Linked DNA regions of Oryctolagus cuniculus: region 2 is linked to region 1. Evidence: chromatin contacts called from public Hi-C data. All regions are on one chromosome and are shown on one strand. The core of a region is the stretch at or near the end of the contact, and the rest is flanking DNA. Distances in the headings are between cores, read along the strand shown. Region 1 holds the start of NDUFS3 (NADH:ubiquinone oxidoreductase core subunit S3). Region 2 holds the start of SLC39A13 (solute carrier family 39 member 13).

What was found. A called contact is a pair of places that touch in the nucleus more often than the background predicts.
Region 2: a Hi-C map of skin fibroblasts shows a contact between it and region 1, with 4 times the contacts expected there. The contact joins the promoter of SLC39A13 here to the promoter of NDUFS3 in region 1. A contact is called at or near these places in 2 of 6 Hi-C or Micro-C datasets (ear pinna and skin fibroblasts).

What each region holds. Positions count from the first base shown.
Region 1 is chr1:18,411,113-18,413,812 of mOryCun1.1, reverse strand. It overlaps NDUFS3 (NADH:ubiquinone oxidoreductase core subunit S3), which reads left to right and starts at 1,265. Exons shown (of 7, transcript XM_002709101.5): 1 at 1,265-1,421; 2 at 1,533-1,598; 3 at 2,572-2,669. The coding sequence starts at 1,358. KBTBD4 (kelch repeat and BTB domain containing 4) reads right to left here and starts at 1,347. Exons shown (of 4, transcript XM_002709100.5): 1 at 1,192-1,347; 2 at 1-309. The coding sequence starts at 1,210.
Region 2 is chr1:18,583,430-18,586,129 of mOryCun1.1, reverse strand. SLC39A13 (solute carrier family 39 member 13) reads left to right here and starts at 1,322. Exons shown (of 10, transcript XR_007922289.2): 1 at 1,322-1,457; 2 at 2,681-2,700.

The DNA of each region.
Region 1 (2,700 bases), core at 16-2,515:
ACTCGCTGACATCCTGCAGCACGATCACCCGGTTGTGGGCCTCCTTCAGGTTGGAAGTAAACATAGACCGGAAGAAGCAGCTCTGAGCTGAAAGGACCAGCCGGTGGAGCTGAAACTCCCGGCCTTCCACGGAAATGGTGACATCAGCAAAGAGCTCCTCCTCCAGACACAGTTTCATGATGCCCTGAGCCACACGACCCGAGTGTGACCGGTCTTTGAAAGTGTAGTTCACAAAGTAGTTCTCATCCATGGACGCTCCGGGCTCCTCTGGTGATTCCATGGTAGCCAGCTTCTCTCTCTGCCAGCTGTCTGCAAAGCAATACCACCCCGGGTAACTTGGGGGAATTCACAGCCACAGTCTGTGAATCCAACTCTCCAAATGAGGCAGGGAGAAGGGAAAGGTGAGGGCAAAGTGGGTCCACACTGGCCTCAGTCCTGGCCCTGCGGATGATGCCCCTGACCCTCTCCTGCATCCAAAGCCAGGTTCTCTCTCCTGCGAAGGCATCCCTCCCCCAGTGAAATCAACCAAAGCTCCAACTCTGGGGGCTTCCTTGAGAAAATACGTAATATTCCTTTCATAATGTTAACAAAAGACAGGATTTAGGACCACACATAAAAGCTGGTGACCTTAAAAGCCTTACTAAGCAACCAACTCGAGCATAAAACTAGGGATCCTCGGGCAGCAGAACTACACAAAACAAGATCTACGTCCTTGTGGCCAAGTCACCTCTTGCCCTATGCATGGGGCCCAGACCCTCCAGTTTGAGGCTTGGCCCGGGACAGCCGTCAGCCCCACTCCTGCTGTTCTGAGCTTCTCCCCCACCCACTTCCCGGCCTGCCCTAATGACTTCCCAAGGCTCCGTCCCGGAACTCGAGACAGAGCCCAGCCGCCCCCAGCCCGGGGCACTAGGAGGTCCATCACCCAGTGCAGGGTCCCCACTCCACCTGGTGTCGCCAGGGAAACGGTCGCCAGGGAAACGGTTCTTCCCCCTCAGTCCCGCCTGCCCTCGTCAAAAGCTTAGGCTGGAGAGCGGGGGAGGGGTGTGGAACGTAGAACCCAGAACGCCCGCTCCTTCCCTCCCTTCACCCCCCAGGTCTTCGGCGTCCTCACCTTCTCTCCAGCCTCTGTCACACTGAGCTAAGGCTACGTCCACCTCACGGCTTTCCCACCTGTCCGTCGCGTTTTCTCACCTGCCTTCCCTCCTTTCATCCCGGTGCCCGGAATCCGGAACCCCTGCTTCCGGCCTCGAGTCCGCCCGGAAGAAGATCTGCTGCACACTTCCGCTTCCGGTCCGTGCCCTTGGGGCTCCGTGTCCTGCGAACCTTCCCTGGGCTAGTTGGTGGACATCCGGGCAACATGGCGGCAGTGGCGGCTAGGGGCTGGTGGCGCGGTCTCGTGAGGGCCGCCACGCTGGCCAGGGGTGAGCAGGGGGCAATCGGCTGAGGCCGGGTTTAAGAGGAGGGGCGCGCCCGGCGCGCTGAGCTCCTCACGCCTCACCCCGCGCGTCTGTGCCTTTTATCTGCCTGTGCAGGGACCGGGCGACCCTCGGTGCTGTTGCTGCCGGTGAGGAAGGAGAGCGCCGCGGCCGACACGCGCCGTGAGTATGTGCGGGCAGCGCTCTTCTCCGTCCCGCCGACGGGGACTGCTCACCGGGGTCCTTGCCTAGGGTGCCCTTCACCGCGTGCCCCTGGCGGATGCCTTCCTGTCCTTGGAAACCTGACTGCAGAAGCCAGCCGCGTCCGTGCTCTTAGACCCTTCTGTTACTGCCTGATTGTCCTTTGGCCACCTCCGTGACCCTGTTTCTCTGACTGAACTGCCAGCTCTTATGAAAGAGCAGGAAACCTAACTTCTGGGTCTGAGCCGTGGGATGCTAGCAGCTCCCGGTGTTTCCTCTGTGTCAGAGCTCCTCACTCGGCTTTTTAGTGAATGATCTTCTGTAGTCTTCATGTCATTTTTAGGATGTAGCTAGTAACTCCCCACACTGCAGACCCGGAGAGTGAAATTGCCCGGGTCACAGGCCTAGTGAGTGACAGAGCGGGCCCACCCAGCACTCTGCAGCTTGTCAGTGATTTAGGTCATTGCAGGGAGATCCTGTGTTGCAGTCAACATGATAAGCAGGCTGGGAGCTGGCAGACCTGGCATCCCCTCCTTTCTGGGTCTCCTTTGTCTCATACAAACAAAACAAACCCTGACCATTTCAAGAAATCATCTCTGAGGGCTCTTCAGCCCTAAAGTTCTTAGCTTGAGAACCTGGGATAAGGAGATACGGAAAAGCAAAAGTGTTGGTTCCTGTCCTCAGCTCCTGGTCTAGCAGGGGAGCTGAGATTGCGCCCTATGTCAGAGAGCTGTGGGCGTTCTGAAAGATGCCAACATCGCAGTTGCAGTGCTGAGTCCTGTGGACTGTGGTTGAGATGTTATTTCCCCACGTTCTCATGGCTTCCAGTCCCACCTTTCTCGAGGGTCTCCAGGGATCTCTGCTGGGACATGACGCCCCTTAGAAGCCCGAGAGACTGTGGAAGGCCGGCTGCGGCTCCCTCCGTTCCTTTGTTGACTGTCTCTTTTCTTTCCAGCCACTGTCAGACCACGGAATGACGTGGCCCACAAGCAACTCTCAGCTTTCGGGGAATACGTGGCTGAAATCCTGCCCAAGTATGTCCAGCACGTTCAGGTAATGCTGCTGTTGTGTGGGTCGGAGTACG
Region 2 (2,700 bases), core at 73-2,572, 170 kb before region 1:
GGCAGAAATGCTGACTCTGTAATTGTGAAATCATTTGCATATTGTGAAGCACTTTGCATATGATGAGGGTGATTTGCATACGCAGAGAGGGACATCTGAATTCCCGGGGGCAGCATCTCTGTGTGTCTTCCTCCCTTTGCAGACAAACTAACCGGAGACTTCCGTTTTAGAATTCTGCAGGGGACCAGAAAGGTGTCCCGGCAGCCCCGTGGTTCTGGTGGGGGTGAGGCAGGCAGAAAGCCTTCCAAGGAGAAGCAGGTCCTTCTCCCCACGGGGAGCTGGGGTCCCGGCAGGAGCAGCCATTGGAGCAGCAGGTGGGGCCAGAACCAGACTGTGCCCAGGAGGGGGAAAAGTGACATGGGAGGCTTCGGGACCCCTGCTCCGGTGTAACCTCAAGGATCCAAATGCTCCCTCCCTCTCCTGTCCTGGGTGACTCCCAGAGAAAGGATGCAAAGTGAACTGCTGGGCCAGACGCCCACAGCGGTGGAGGCCCTGGAGGTGGAGGTGGCTCTGGGCTGTGACCCAGGGCTAGCAATATGCACCTCAATAGGACAAACGAGGACCCAGTGAGATGGTGCGCGCAGAGCGAACGGCACACAGTAGGTGCTCAGTACGCTGTGGTTACAATGCCGTTTGCAGCCCTACTCTGAGATGAGAGAAGAGGTCAGGCCTGGCTTTCTCTCCGTGAGCAGAGCGCGGAGCTCCCCAGGCTCTGGCGTTCCCAACAGGAGGTCCAGCCAGCGTGCAGTGGACCCCAAAGGGTTACAAGTCTTGGAGACAGTGGCCTGAGGTTCCCAGCGAAAAACCAAAGCATAAAAATAATTCGATGAGTAAGAATAAAATTCCCTCTTCTGAGGTTCCCGGGGCCAGGCCCCTCCCTGCGGCAGGCACTTCCCCTTTCCCTGGTTCTTGGAGGAGCCAGGCCCGGTTGACTCAGAGCAGGAGCGCCGCAGCCATCCGGCCATCCCAGCCCCCGGACGGCTTCGGTCGGCGCGGTCTGGCGGCCGGGCGCGCCCCCGTGCGGCCGCGGGCGGGACTGCAGCCCAGAGAGGAAGCGGTCGGCAGAGCCCCCAAGTCCAGCCGCCCGGCCCGATCGCCGCCCCCGCCGGCCGGCCGGCCCGGCAGAACGCGATTTCCGCCAGGGGCGGGGAACCTCACTTCCGTCCGCTTTCCCCTAGCCGCCCGGTGGCCCGGCCCGAGCGGAAGTGCGCTGGCCGTTCGGGTCCCCCAGGGCTGCGAGGCGGAAGCGCGCTCCGCCGCCGCCCCCCGAGGCCCCACGGCGCGCAGCGCGTCAGGTTCCGGACAGGCCCGGTGTGACGTGGCCGCGCGCGGGGGGCGGCTCCGGGCCGGGGGCCGGGCGGCCGGGGCCGGGCGGGGCCGAGCCGGGGCGGGGCGCGGCGCCGCAGCTGGATGGCCGGGGCCGCCTGGAGCGCCGCCGCCGCCGCCGCCGCCGCACGGTGAGTGACCGCGGACCCGAGCCGCGCGGCTCGCCCGGTCGGGCCGGACCCCTCTCCCGGAGCCCGCGACTTAACTTGCCTGCCTCGGACTCCTCTCCCTTGCCGCCCACACTTGCTCCCGGTCTCCGCCTTCGCTCCCTGCGCCCGCTCTCCCGTGCTGACCCCCTGCATCTGACTCTCTTCTTCTGCTCCTCTCCCAAACTTGGGGTCCCTTCCCCTCTGGGTGACCCGGCCCGGACTCGGCCTGGCCCGGGGCTGCCTCTGGTCCCCGGTGGAGCCCAGCCGGTGCCATCCTCGGGGGCTTGGGACAGCGAAGGCCCGGAGCCCCCCACCCCAGCCCTCCCCGGACATAGGCATCTTTTCCACCGCCCAGGGGCAGCCGCCTTCCCGCGCCCCTCCCTAGCCCAGCCGGTGAGGAAACTGAGGCAGAGCCGAACCAGGTCAAGGTCATAAGTCAGGGCGGACTCACACGCCGAGTTTCCAGCCTGAACTCCTCACTTGGTTGAGTCAGGCACGGCCCCATCCTGTGACTGATTCCCCGTGATCCGCCAGCGGATACGTCCCTGCGGGCTGCCCCCTCTCTGTGCCTGGGCCGTGCTGGCCCGGCCACCTGCCCTCTCGCCCACCCCACCCTGACCACCGTGGCAGGAAGGCCGCGCTCGCCCCCAGTTCTCTGAGTCTGTAAAACTTGGGCATCTCGCGGAGGAGCAGCCTGCTCGCCAGCCCCACCTCCTGTCAGCCCTGCCGGGCCGTGGGCTCATCACGATCAGGTCTGGTGGTCCTGGCTCAGCTGCTCAGCCTCCCCCACCTGTGCCTCCCCATCTGGCTGGACAGTGGCAGCCTCCATCCCTGGGCTGTCCTCACCCTGGGCCCATGCTGGCGGCGCAGCCTCCCCTGGCAACCAGAGACACCCAGCTGGGCCGGGCTGGCCGGTGGCTGGATGGAGCCCAGCCAGAGCCTCACCCTGTCATCAGAGAAAGCGTAGCCTCTGGCAGACACGCTGCTACACCGCTGCCTGCTGCTGGCTCAGAGGGAAAAAATGTTTGCTCCTGAGGAGCCGGCGTGTGGCGTGCGGTGGAGCAGAGCCCCCTTGCTCTGCACGCCCACCATCGGGTCCCGGGTGGATTCCATGGCCTCTGGGAGGGGCGGGGAGGCGCCGCGTGGCCTGAGCAGGTGCACAGCCCAGGCTGGCAGCTCACGTAAGCGGCCTTTGTGTCTTTCAGCTCGTGGCATGCCTGGATGT